Regions from separate parts of the Sus scrofa genome. Here regions 1 and 2 are each linked to region 3. A link is a contact called in public HiChIP or PLAC-seq data. All regions are on one chromosome and are shown on one strand. Each heading gives the region's core, a stretch centred on a gene start, on an enhancer-like site or on the middle of the called end of the contact. The rest is flanking DNA. Distances are from core to core; before and after follow the strand shown.

Region 1 (4,052 bases), core at 520-3,019, 220 kb after region 3:
TTTAATTACATTTTTAATAAACTATTTGAATTAAACATTTAACAAGTCATAGGGTAAATTAGGGAAGTTGAATAAGTCTGCCACAAATTTTTCAAGCTCACTTTGTCCAACAAAGTAAGTTCAGTGTCTTTCTTATAAAGTTAACTTTTGTGTCCACAAAGCTTAGGACATAGCAAATGCTTACTGAATGAGTACATGAAAAAACATGAGGAGTTGCCATCATGGCTCAGTGGTTAACGAATCCGACTAGGAACCATGAGGTTGCAGGTTCGATCCCTGGCCTTGCGTAGGCGTTGCTGTGAGCTATGGTGTAGGTTGCAGATGCAGCTTGGATCTGGTGTTGCTCTGTGGCTGTGGCGTAGGCCAGTGGCTACAGCTCCAATTAGACCCCTAGCCTGGGAACCTCCATATGCTGCAGGTGCAGCCCTAGAAAAGACAGAAAGACCAAAAAAAGAGATATGCCCTACCTAGACTATCTCCAATATCAGTGATGACTCTTAATTATGGTTAGTGTGTAAACTGGTTATCTCTGACTGTGTAACAAATCATTCCAAAATGTAACTGCTTCTGGAAGTTCCTGCTGTGGCTCAGGGGTTAACAAACCCAACTAGCATCCATGAGGACATGGGTTTGATCCCTGGCCTTGCTCAGTGGGTCAAGGATCCAGCGTTGCCATGAGCTGTGGTGTATGTTGCAGACACAGCTCGGATCCTGCGTTGCTGTGGCTCTGGCATAAGCTGGCAGCCACAGCTCCAACTGGACCCCTAGCCTGGGAACCTCCATATGCCGCAGGTATGGCCCCAAAAAAGACAAAAAAAAAAAAAATGTAACTGCTTCAAACAACACTTATCATGTCACAGTTTGAAACAATTAGAAGTTTGATGTGTATCTGAGTTTAGAGAATAATAGGTAATATTTATTAAGCACTAACTCTATGCCAGACTATTTCAGCAGCTGTATGTATTTATTTGTTTAATCTTCAGAACACCCTGTGGTGGTTACTCGTATTAACCTACCCTACAAATGCAAAAAAATGGGCATCGTGAGGTTGCCTAACTCAATGAAGGTCATACGGCCAATAAAAAGCAGGCCTGGGATTCAGACCCAGGCAGTCCAGCTCCAGAGGCCAAACTCCTAACCTCTAACAGACTGCTTACAAAGATAGGAAAAATAACAACAATCTACTCTTTGAAGATGAAGCTAATACAGTGAAGGCTCCCCCTCTCATCACTGTCATATATAGGTTACTTCATCTCCCCAAGACAGATGATTAGATTTGCAGAGACCTATCGTCCCAATGAGCATGACGGCTGCCCGTATTTGATGGTGAAATCAGTGGCCATGGGTCTGGTTTTCACGAATTAGCTCAAAGGAGTTCCAACCTATAACCTTAATAGTATTTGAACCAATGGACCAAACTGAATCTTATTCCATGTAAAAGATAAAGGATGCATTCATTAATGTAAAAACTGCAACCAGATCTACTGATAAAATGCCTAAACTCCTAGGAGGAAACAGTACCTACCCTCTCAGACCAAACAAAGACTAAAGGTGCTGGCAAGCCATTTAAAAAAGCCAATCTCCTATAAATGAGGGTCTTTATTCCTACCCTTCCCCTCCAAGAAACAGGAAAATCTCTCTCTCTCATTCTCACGGATATTTTGCACTAGAGGAAGCAAGTGCATGTTTTTTCGATCAAACCAAACAGGGTGGTAGGAACAATGGGTCTTGAGCAAGGAGGACTGAGTTCACGCCGCCAACTTGCTGACTCACTGACACAGCTCTTCACCACTCCTGGCAGCAACTTCCTCATTACAATAGCAAAAAATAACGAGAAATTCCCTGAGTGTAAAAAATCGACGATCCCTAGAAATGCATATACAATTGCCACTTCTTTTATTCAGGTGATAGATGCTATCATGCTTTGTAAGAGTCTGCTTATTAGCTACACAAGATTAAAAAATCTCACAAAACAGGATATGAGAATGTATCATTTATCAGAGGCCAGAGACAATGTCAGTTCTGAGAAAGACAGCAGCATTCAAAAACCCAAGACCTGCAGAGAGTTTCTCATTACTCTACTCTGTCACATGGCAGGGGAGTACAATACTAGATGACAACACAGATTCCACCTCCCTGCCCCCCTCCCACTACGTATTGGTCATGGAACTGGGGAGGGGGGCCCTGGTCACAAGGGACGTCTGAGAGCAGCAGCTGCTGAGGAAGTCAGAGCCCATCTTCCTACTTCGACTCATGGATATATGGAGCCAAATATGTTTTTGTTTAAGTTTTGTTATGAGAACTGCAGTGACGGGGATGAAGTCTATTAAGTAATAGGGAAAGAAGAATATGAGAAATAGAACCCTGCTGACATGACAAGTAGGAAGGGTTAGAGGCGGCTCGGGAAACGGGGATCACCACTGAGACTCCACGTCTGACGTAAGGGAAACATCAGTGCCCAGGGAGCGGGTGTACCTCGTACCTAACTGAACGATTCTAGGTAAGTCATCCTACCCCCTGTTTATGAAATGAGGAGGTTTTCTAACCGAGTCCTTAGCACAGTGGTGTCTCATGGAAAAACCAGGTGGGTGGAGAGAGACACAAACCCACGAGGGTCCTGCTCTCAACTCCCCACTTCCTCTTCCGACACAACCACTTTTGCTTTTCCCTGTTTTACACTGAAGTTGAACAAAAAAAAAAAAAAAAAAAAAAAAAAAAAAGTTTATTTTTTAACTTGTGCTATTTTAAAGAATAAAGTGTTTGAAAACACCTAGGCTGGATGACCTCAAACATTTCCAACTCTTTCCATGAGTCTACCCACATATTAACAAATAAGCAGGCATTCACTTGCTATCTCAATTCGTTTTCACACTCCTAGCAAACATCTCAGGGTAAATTCACAGCCATTCTTTGAATCTGACCTGTTTTTCCTCTTGTTCAGCTGTGGATTCTGCAGTTCCTTGACAAACACTTCTAAGTTATAAAAATCACCATCTCTCTCCACTAGAAAATGAAGTTGTCCACCACGTCTTCTGGCCATAAAACTGATGTGACTTTTTCTATCAACTTCCTCAACTCATTATTCCCCTTCTGCTTCACCACGTTCATAATGATGATGGTTATTATTCATGAGGGCATGGCAGAATCCCTGGGTGAGCATCCCTACCACCACACCTCAGCCTTTCCATCTCCGCTACCTGAGCAGAGCTTGGCAGCACCCTTCCCCATGGTCCGTCAAAATGTTGCCACTCTCTGATGAGTCCAGACTAGTCTTCTGTTTCCTTGGCAACCCAAAATACTTCACACAGTTAACAGAATCTTCTTTTGGGTAGGAAAGCAAAAGGCCTCCACGTGCTGGGAAAAGTTCAGATACGGGAGAAGAGACGATAAAGCCAAATTAAAGTAAAATGAGTAAACAGCAAAACAGTCTTCGTGCCTAGAATAAAATGAGAGACACTGGGAAGGGCCCACCATGCCACCAGGTGCAGCCATATAGTTCGACTCCATGGCAGTTAGGCCAGTCAGACCCACAAAACCTGCCCAGTCTTCATGAGGTTGTTTTCTTATGCCTAATGGATCCCAGAGCCCAACTGTGTCGACATCCCAGAGGGCATCTGAGTTTTTATCAGGCAGCTTTGGTTCCAGTATCATGGTCAGAGGAAGAAAGAGTAGCAACACTGTGTTCCAGTTTCTGGAATCTGTTCCAAGTTCTGATTACACAGACGGCTCCCTTCAAAGGTTAGTGCTTGTTCCATTTTGCAGTTTGGGGAATGACATATCCACTGCCACCCATGCTGAGACTTTTCTCCAACTCATTTTCTATACCTGAAAGATGCAGAGGGTCAGCAAATACGTGGCCTGCCCTCTGCCACCATTCCTCCTGCCTCCAACGTATTCACTGAAAAATCGATGACAGCAGTCTTTTCATTCAATCCAGATGTAGCCTCCAAAAGAGTTCTCTGAGCAGTCACTACAAATTAATCAGAGTTGACAGTTAAGATGAAACTTAGTCCTCACCCTTGTCGTGCCCTTGGCATTCACGGATATAATTC
Region 2 (4,053 bases), core at 911-3,410, 170 kb before region 3:
TTTGGGGAGAGATGCCACAGGTTATTGTCATACATACTATTAGCCGATGCACAGGTATAATCACTACCTGTATCCATACCAAGTTTCAAACGAAAACGGTTGCTCCACTTCTGTTCCCAAACGTCATTAGGGCATTTTGGTTACGGGCCTATCATCATCATCATATATGTATATATACATGATAATTGGTGTAGTGTAGGATTGGTCAGCGTCGGCAAGAACAAATCTGGGGGTTCAAGAGTCTACTTCAACCCCCCCAAAAGGTCCCATGGCACTTTGGTGATGTTTGCTTTGGATAATATATCTAGCTCTGCATGAAATCTTACCTAATACCACCATTGCCTTTCAAAGTGTATTTTCCCCTTTTTTATTTAATTCATTCTCTTCACACAATCACATCTCACGATCTTCAGCCAAAGGGCCAGAATTATCTTGTGTGTATTTGGGATCTTTGAAAGAAATCCTTTCTTAAACTCAGAAACTGAGATTTCTGTTTTTTGGCACTGCTTGTCCTCTCAGACGAGGGAGAAGTCACACCTGAGTGATGTGGACTCGACCTTGAAATGCCCAAAGTACGCACACAATTTTGACACAGCAAGAGGAAGTCCACCTAAACTGGATGAATACAGCAGATTTCAAATTATTTGAAAGGAGCAATTACTTCTTGGGCTGGGAGCATGGCTGGGGTAGACTTCGTGGTGAGACATATTTGAGACACTACATTTCACTCATTTTTGATAAGGCGAGTGGAACCAGAGAAATATCCATTTCTATATCCTAATACCAGGGACTTTCTGTGCCTCAAGAATAAACCAGATACCCATCAGAACCTTAAAGGGTAAGGATTCCCTGACTTTCCAGTGACTGTATGATGAAGGCAATGTTACCCTCGCTTTTATCTCATCTCCTATGTGCAAGGCCAGGGGCTTGAAGTGATAACAAGTCTGCACTGAATCTCAGATTCTCTAAGAAAAAGGCATTTTGGAAAACTGAACTTTCCGGTTATCTAAATGTCAGCAAGAAGACCCTTTTTGTCTTCAGGGCTTGTCTGGCTGGCTCGCCTAGCTAAACACCCTAACAAAACAGCAAGCGCTTTGCTGTAGCATACTGACCATCAGCTCTCATTTCATATTGTAGATAAGAGTTTAAAGAAATCTGCCTTTTTTGGGGTAGAAACTTCAAGTCTTATCAGCCTGTTTATTATAATGTGCAATTCTGAGATGGAGGAAAAAAAAAATACAGCTGGGTTTTCCGGTAGTCTGGACTGTGCTAATTCCTGGAGCATACACACATGAACCAGAAAACTAAGTAAAAAGTGGTCGGGAAAAAACTGCCCTAAGCCAGATTCACTAACATTATAACAGAGTCCCAGAATGCCAGATTACAATTATATATTTGGGGAGAAATGAGCCTAGAAGGATTTTGGAATTCACTCAATTATTTGAATGGAATGTTCTTTTCCCAGCTATCTCCAAGGAGGTATCGCTGGTCTCCTTCAAGTTTCTGCTCAACTATCACCTTATTAGTGAGGCCTTTTACCTAAAAGAGCAACCTGCCCTCCGGCACTCCCTTCCCTATATCACAGCCTTTTCCGCCGGGCCCTGCGGTGCTGGTGCTGCACCATGGGAGCCATATGCACAGTGCCAGCCCAGCAGCCCTGCCCCTTAGCACACCCATCATCTGAGTAATCATACATTTTATTGGCCTGTTTACCCACCACTCTAAGGGTACAGATTTTTGTGGGGTTCACTGCTCTATCTCCAGGTGTTTAGAACAATGCTGGGCACACAGTAGGTGCTCAATTAGTCTTTATGGATAAACATGTTAACCAACTATAGCAAGCATCTCCTAAAGCTCTGGTCCTTATTTTATTTTATTTTATTTATTTAACTTTTTTTTTCAGTGCCTCACTTGGCAGCATATGGAAGCTCCCAGTCTAGGGGTGAAAATTGGAGCTGCAGCTGCTGGCCTACACCATAGCCACAGCAACATGGGATCCAAGCCACATCTTTGACCTACACCATAGCTCACAGCAATGACGCATCCCTGACCCACTGAGGGAGGCCAGGGATTGAAACCACATCCTCATGGATACTAGTTGGGTTCTTAACCCACTGAGCCAGAAAGGGAACTTCCCTGACTTAAAGGTCTTCTAATGGGGAGTTCCCATTGTGGCTCAGTGGTAATGAACCTGACTAGAATCTGCTGTGGTTGTGGCTGTGGCTGTGGCACAAGCTGGCAGCTGTAGCTCCAATTTGACCCCAGCCTGGAAATGTCCATGTGACGCGGGTGTGGCCCTAAAAAACAAATAAAAAAAAAAAAAAAAAAAAAGAAGATCTTATAATGGGAAAATTGGACAGGACTACAAATCATTATAATACAGTGGGATCAGAGAGCCCATGAGGATGTGATAGTGCTTAGAGCCGCTATTGGCCTCTGTCAAACCTGAACTCGTCTCAGATTGTCCCCTAACTCTACGAGCTTGGGCAGGTTTATACCACTGCTGTACTACGATCTCTCTGAATTGGGGTTGACTGGAGTAACAATTTGTCTGCTTTACAGGCTGTGATGAGAAGCTGGTGAAGGAACGCCCAGGGTGCGCAGCACAGTCCTGGCACTCAGGAAGTCCACTGCAAGTGCCTGTGGCATCAAGTCTGATTTTTACAGAGGCAGAGAAGCAGAGCAGGGGACCTAAAGCTGTCTGGTACTCCTGGAAGGCTTGCCAATAAGAGGACTGAGGAGGAAAGAAGGGAAAATTGTCCTCAACATGCATACAAAGAAATGCCGCATTAAATTTTCCTGTGCTTAATGAATGGAACTTTTCTTTTTTTGTCTTTTAAGGGCTGCACCCGTAGCATATGGAGGTTCCCAGGCTAGGGGTCTAATCAGAGCTGTAGCCACCAGCCTACACCAGAGCCACAGCAACACCAGATCCGAGCCGCGTCTGCAACCTACACCACAGCTTACAGCAACGCCAGATCCTTAACCCACTAAGCAAGGCCAGGGATCGAACCCACAACCTCATGGTTCCTGGTCAGATCTGTTAACCACTGAGCCACGACAGGAACTCCATATGAAACTTTTTAAAGATGAGGAATGAACCTGCGAGTGATTTAAGTATGTATTAGAGTAGAAGTTTCTCCAACTGGAAGGGGGTTGCGGACAAGACTCTCCACTAAATTTGGCTGCTTTAAACTTCCATCCACCTTCTCTGAGTTGCCATTCTTTCTAAAGTGGAGAGTAGAAGAAAGAAAAAAAATATACAACTAGTACTAAAAATTACCCTGAGAAAGGAATGTCTAAGCCACTCACCAATGTCACCATCACAACCCACCATTGCTTTGGCAGCAGAGGCTTTGCTAAGAAGAACACATTTTCTTTCGCAGGAAAAAAAAAAAAAAAAAAAAAAAAAAAAAAAAATTCAGTCAAGCTCTGGTTCCAGATCAGGTTCCAAATTAGAACATTATAGGAAAAAAAGGAATAAACCCCTTTTTCAATCACTGGCGAATGATCTCCTCTCCCTACCCCTCAGTAGACCCCAAACTCAGTCTCCTTAGAACAAATCTTCTCAACTCTGCACTCAAGAATCTTTAAAGACAGTGACACACAGCTCTTTTGAGTTCAATTACACAACCAATGGTGCTATAACTTAGGTCAATATTGTAACTGCTCTTTGCAGCTGGAGTTGAGAATTTTGAGATGGAAGGAAGTATTCAAGGCTAGGACGCACTTATGACTGTGGGTTTAACACTTGTTTGTCTCTTTATCTGCAAAGTCTATTACAGACAGATATAATCAGCCTAAAAGGAAAAGGCCGGAGCTGGGGAGAATATTATGTAAATTTGGCATTATCACAATCGTTTTCAATTGCTCAAGAATCTAAAGTTTCAGCCTAATAATAAACACCAGACAATCTTTTGTAAGGCTGTGAGTCAGTGATGGGAATACGACTCAAATTTTACTACTCACTCTGAAAGACTAAAAATCCATAGCGAATTGGGCTGGGATGTACCACATTAGTAACCACTAAATCATAACTAGTTGGAAGGCAAC
Region 3 (4,295 bases), core at 1,536-4,035:
TCATTTCCTGATTTTCCTCTTAGACTACGGAGCTCTTGGATCCTGTGTCCTGTCACAAGGCTTTTCACATTTCAGAGATTACATATTCAGCACAGAGTAGACTTACATCCAAACTGGATTTTTACATGTAACATTTTGAAACCAGAAGCAAATAAAAACACCGTGTTATTTGCCAAAGTATTTCTGAGAAGGCGCTGGGACCAAGAGGAGAGGTCCAGGGATTTGGTTTTACTGGATCTGGTCTGGGTTTTACTCTCTGTTCTAACAGAACCTCTGCAAACTTGAGAAATGAACTAAAATGTCAAGGAGCTCAATTCTGTCATCTGAAAATGGGTTTGACAATACCTTCCCTGTCTACCCACAAAGGCAATATTGAGATCAAAGAAACAAACTGATATGAAAAATACAGTGCTTAAATCCCAGACTGGATTAAATCCCATGAAAACACCATTTTACTAAAACATGGTGTCTACTGAGCTTGGAGTCTCCATCCTAACACTGATATTAAACTTGTCAGTTGGGGCTTCAGTTATTCTGTTGCTGTCATTAACAATAATAATAACAATATTAACAGAGAATGACAATATACTACAGAATAAAAGTGAGACACAATTCACTGTAAGTGAGTCATGCAGCAAATAATAACACGGTGGGTCTGGTGTAATGTCCAGTTCCTCCTCATTGGGGATTTGGTCACTTCTCTGCCTCTGTCTGCAATCCCCCTACCTGTCCATCTCCAGATTGTGTATCTCCTAATGCTTGTCCACGGTGTTTCCTATAATTATCCAGACTCATTGAGATGGTTAGTTTCCTGTATCTATTTGCACTTAACTACAGATAATTTCCGGATCCCATGGAATTTGCATCAGTGAGTTTCACATCTCTGCTGCCCCTTGGGAAATTCTGAAACACTGGTTATTTCCTCAGGGAATGTTGGTAATGCTACGTGCTTCCTATTCTGCTTGGTTCCATTTATTGAAGGTCTACCGTATGTTTAAGATTGTTCGGGACTAACTGGATGCAAATATGCATCACCTGTGAGGTATTACCTGGAAGGAACACTTAATCCACCTTTCTATCCTTTCCTGTATGGTACTGCATTTTTCTGAGCTGTTTTGTGAGGATAAGAGGGGTTTGATAGGCCGAAATATTTGGCAAGATGAGAAAATCATTTATGTTTTTGAATAGACTTGAAAATTACCTCTTTGTTGTTCAGAATCATTAGAGCCTAAGGTACTTGCTGGGTCTCCTCATTATCGCTATTATTGACTGAGTATCTAATATGTGCTGAGTACTTTATATGCACAATCTCATATAATCCTCATAAAGACTCTTTGAAGTATTTTATTTTACAGAGGCAAAAATCCACATCAAGAGGTGATTTCACCACTTTTCCAAGGTCACACAGCTAACTGGGTTCAGGGTCACATTTTAATCCTGGTCCTATCTGCCTGTAGCCAACATCATGACTGAATCATGCTCCTCTGACCTCCTTCTTGCCCATCCCAACTGTGCCCATTCAGGACTCTAATGTTAAACTCTTGAGTGTCCATTTTTAAGGCAGATTTTTTTCAAAGTTAAAGATTTAATTAAATATAGGGTTTCATTAAGGTTACTTCTGAAAGGTACACCTGGCAATTACGTGATGGAGTCTTCACTTTAATCTGTTAAAAATGTTATCAACATGTGTTCTCGACATCATACATTTTTAGAGTAAGATATGACATTAAAGAGCATTTAACGGAGGGCTGAATTTCCTCTATAGCATCTTTGCTCTCGAGCTTCACTTCTGTTTGAACAAAGCATTCCCACTGTCTGCCCAGGCATCCCATTTCCCCCCTTGGACATTTGAGGCTTTGAGACTGAATCCCTGATCAGCAAAACGTTGCTATTACACTGGAGAGGGGATGGCCCACGGAAGTCATATGTCACCCACACCTGCACACGGGATGCACTTCAGTTACTAGGAGTGGCGATGAAAAATTTCTTTTGTCCTTCCCTCCCTTGTTTAGATTATTAGCCACTGAAATACAGAAATGTAACTTTGCATAAGGGTATACTATTTCACTGGGTGCATTCTTCCCCCAACGGAAAATGTCTATCCTGAACTGGTAGGATTCTGAAAGACTCAGCTTTACCAGCACAACGCCGCTGATGAGTCTTTTTTGATGATTAGTGATGATAGCAGGCTAACGTTTCTTCATGCATTATCAGATGCTGTGTTAAGTGTTTAGGGCATTCTTTTGTTTAACCCCTTGAAAGGGAAATACCACCTACGGATGGGAAGAGGACTAAGTGAGATAAAGCAGAAAAAGCACTTGAAACCACGCCCACCCGTCTGGACACCCCGTAATCCTTAGCGAATGCAGTCATGATTATGATCAGCTACTTCCTCACTCTTAAAGGGGAGGCAGGGAGCAGGCTAGTAATGGATAATCCGCCTCAATATTAAGTCACATTTTTTTTTTTTTTTTTTTACTTGATACCATTTTCAACCTGCTGTGAAACTCTATCCAGATCTTAACATGACCCTGTATCTACTCTGTGGGCCATTTCAATGTGAAGTGTTCTACCTTTCACTGCTGATCCAGTCTCTTTGGGGCAGAGGCTGATCTGAGGTCTGATCACAGTGAAAGAGAATCTACTGCCAACAAGAAAAAGTGAGCCTGCCAGTCCTGATCGGAGACTTGACCTTAAAGTGTTGATAGAGCAGCTAGAGGATCTGAACACTGGGAAGGAGCAAGTCACAACAGCTCCCACAGGCCCCGGGGACTAAAGGGCAGACAATGACGTGCATTTCAGTAATAACGTCCAGACAATGTATTGCAGAGAAACCGGGGGACCAGCCCACAACACTCAGCATTCTTAACTTGTTTACCCAGAAAATAAAGGAAGAAGTCAGTGACTAGTAAAAAATTGTTTCATTAACAAGCTTACTCTTGGGTGCAACTTCCTTTATTGAATCCCAGAATTTTCACCCGCCACTGATCTCGATTTGTAATGATGCATCCACAAATCTCATTTTTCCTGCTTTCTTTTAACATGGGGAGAAGAATATCCAGGGGCTATAGGTAATCTTTCAAATCAGTTATAGACTGTGATATTGGGGATGCCATATAAGAACAGAAAAAAAGCTTATTACTTTTCCAGATTCCAATCAATTAAATATTTGTAAAAATGCTTTGAGTTAGCAAAATGTTGAATGGTAAAGGGATGGAAACTTACCTAATAGAAAACCTTTCATAATGGTTTAGTAATTCTAAGATTATAGGTCAGTCTGCACGGCCTCGAGATCATAGTGAATTAGTCATTTCTTACGCAGCAACTGCCAGAAAACAAGAGGAAATGAATAAGAAGAGATTTGTGAAAATTGGAAATGACAGAAAAAGGAAAACTTGGCTTCTTATTATGTGTATCAGGCACTTCATGAAAAAAATTAACCTTGTTTACTTTTAAAAAATCAAAATAATACATGTTCAACATTTTAAAACTCAGAAATAATAACAAAACTTTTAGTACCAACTTCTCTCCCCCCCATTCCCAAATCCATTTCCATTTTCAACCGTTTTAGCAGTATTTTCTGCTATTTACTTCCATGCATTAACATATATACATTTTTAATGCTACTTTTTGATTATTTGAAAAAATTTTAGACATTGCCTACTGAATAATGATTTCCTGTAGGGAAAAATGAGGATTCCCTCTTTTAACCCCTTTCCCCATGAACCTAATATGACTCTATCCAAATTTCTAGTTAACTCAGTAAAGTTAGGACAGTACCCAATTCTCATCCAGGTTGAAAAGTTGAAGAGAATGATGATTTTTTTTTTTTTTTTAACTTGGCTACTCGGTTTGTTTTTGTTTTGTTATTTTTGGCCATGCCGGGCATGCAGAAGTTCTGGGGCCAGGGACCGAACCCGAGCCACAACCGTAATCAAAGCCACAGTAGTGACAATGCTGGATCCTTAACACACTAAGCCTCCGGAGACCTCCATTGGGCTGCTTGTTTTTAATTGAAATTACTGGCAAAGCAGCAAATTAGCCATGCTACACGTGTAACTCAGCATCAAGCTATGATGACACATACAACTGGTCCTCGGTGCCTTTCTTTGTTTCTCTGAAGTACAGACTGAGTTCAAGGTGTCAGCAGTCCACACATTGTCTGGACCCATCCAGGTGAGATGAAACTGGAGGTCACAGCTGCTGAGCTTGTCTTTGGTGATGGTGGCGGGCACTGGGGCTGTGTCAGCACTCCAGGCTTATACAATGACTATATATTGGCTGGTCTATGAAAA

What was found. HiChIP or PLAC-seq counts read pairs in DNA pulled down with a chosen protein or histone mark.
Region 1: a contact with region 3 is called in an H3K27ac HiChIP or PLAC-seq map of alveolar macrophages. The contact joins two enhancer-like sites. A contact is called at or near these places in 1 of 47 Hi-C or Micro-C datasets (embryonic fibroblasts) and 1 of 2 datasets of contacts at active chromatin or transcription factors (alveolar macrophages).
Region 2: an H3K27ac HiChIP or PLAC-seq map of alveolar macrophages shows a contact between it and region 3. The contact joins two enhancer-like sites. A contact is called at or near these places in 2 of 2 datasets of contacts at active chromatin or transcription factors (alveolar macrophages and skeletal muscle).

What each region holds. Positions count from the first base shown.
Region 1 is chr5:90,436,423-90,440,474 of Sscrofa11.1, reverse strand. It overlaps LOC110260821 (a long non-coding RNA gene), which reads right to left. Exons shown (of 3, transcript XR_002344330.1): 1 at 2,922-4,052. Among named protein-coding and RNA genes, the nearest start is that of PLEKHG7, 130 kb to the right of the region's middle. Within about 2 kb of position 1,769, at least 20 of the 83 cell types and tissues checked have an H3K27ac peak or open chromatin away from gene starts, as enhancers often do. A contact at or near this core is called in alveolar macrophages, where this site is marked.
Region 2 is chr5:90,828,163-90,832,215 of Sscrofa11.1, reverse strand. All of the region lies in intron 3 of LOC106510428 (a long non-coding RNA gene), which reads right to left. Among named protein-coding and RNA genes, the nearest start is that of BTG1, 15 kb to the right of the region's middle. Within about 2 kb of position 2,160, at least 7 of the 83 cell types and tissues checked have an H3K27ac peak or open chromatin away from gene starts, as enhancers often do. A contact at or near this core is called in alveolar macrophages, where this site is marked.
Region 3 is chr5:90,659,996-90,664,290 of Sscrofa11.1, reverse strand. No RefSeq gene overlaps it. Among named protein-coding and RNA genes, the nearest start is that of BTG1, 150 kb to the left of the region's middle. Within about 2 kb of position 2,785, at least 10 of the 83 cell types and tissues checked have an H3K27ac peak or open chromatin away from gene starts, as enhancers often do. A contact at or near this core is called in alveolar macrophages, where this site is marked.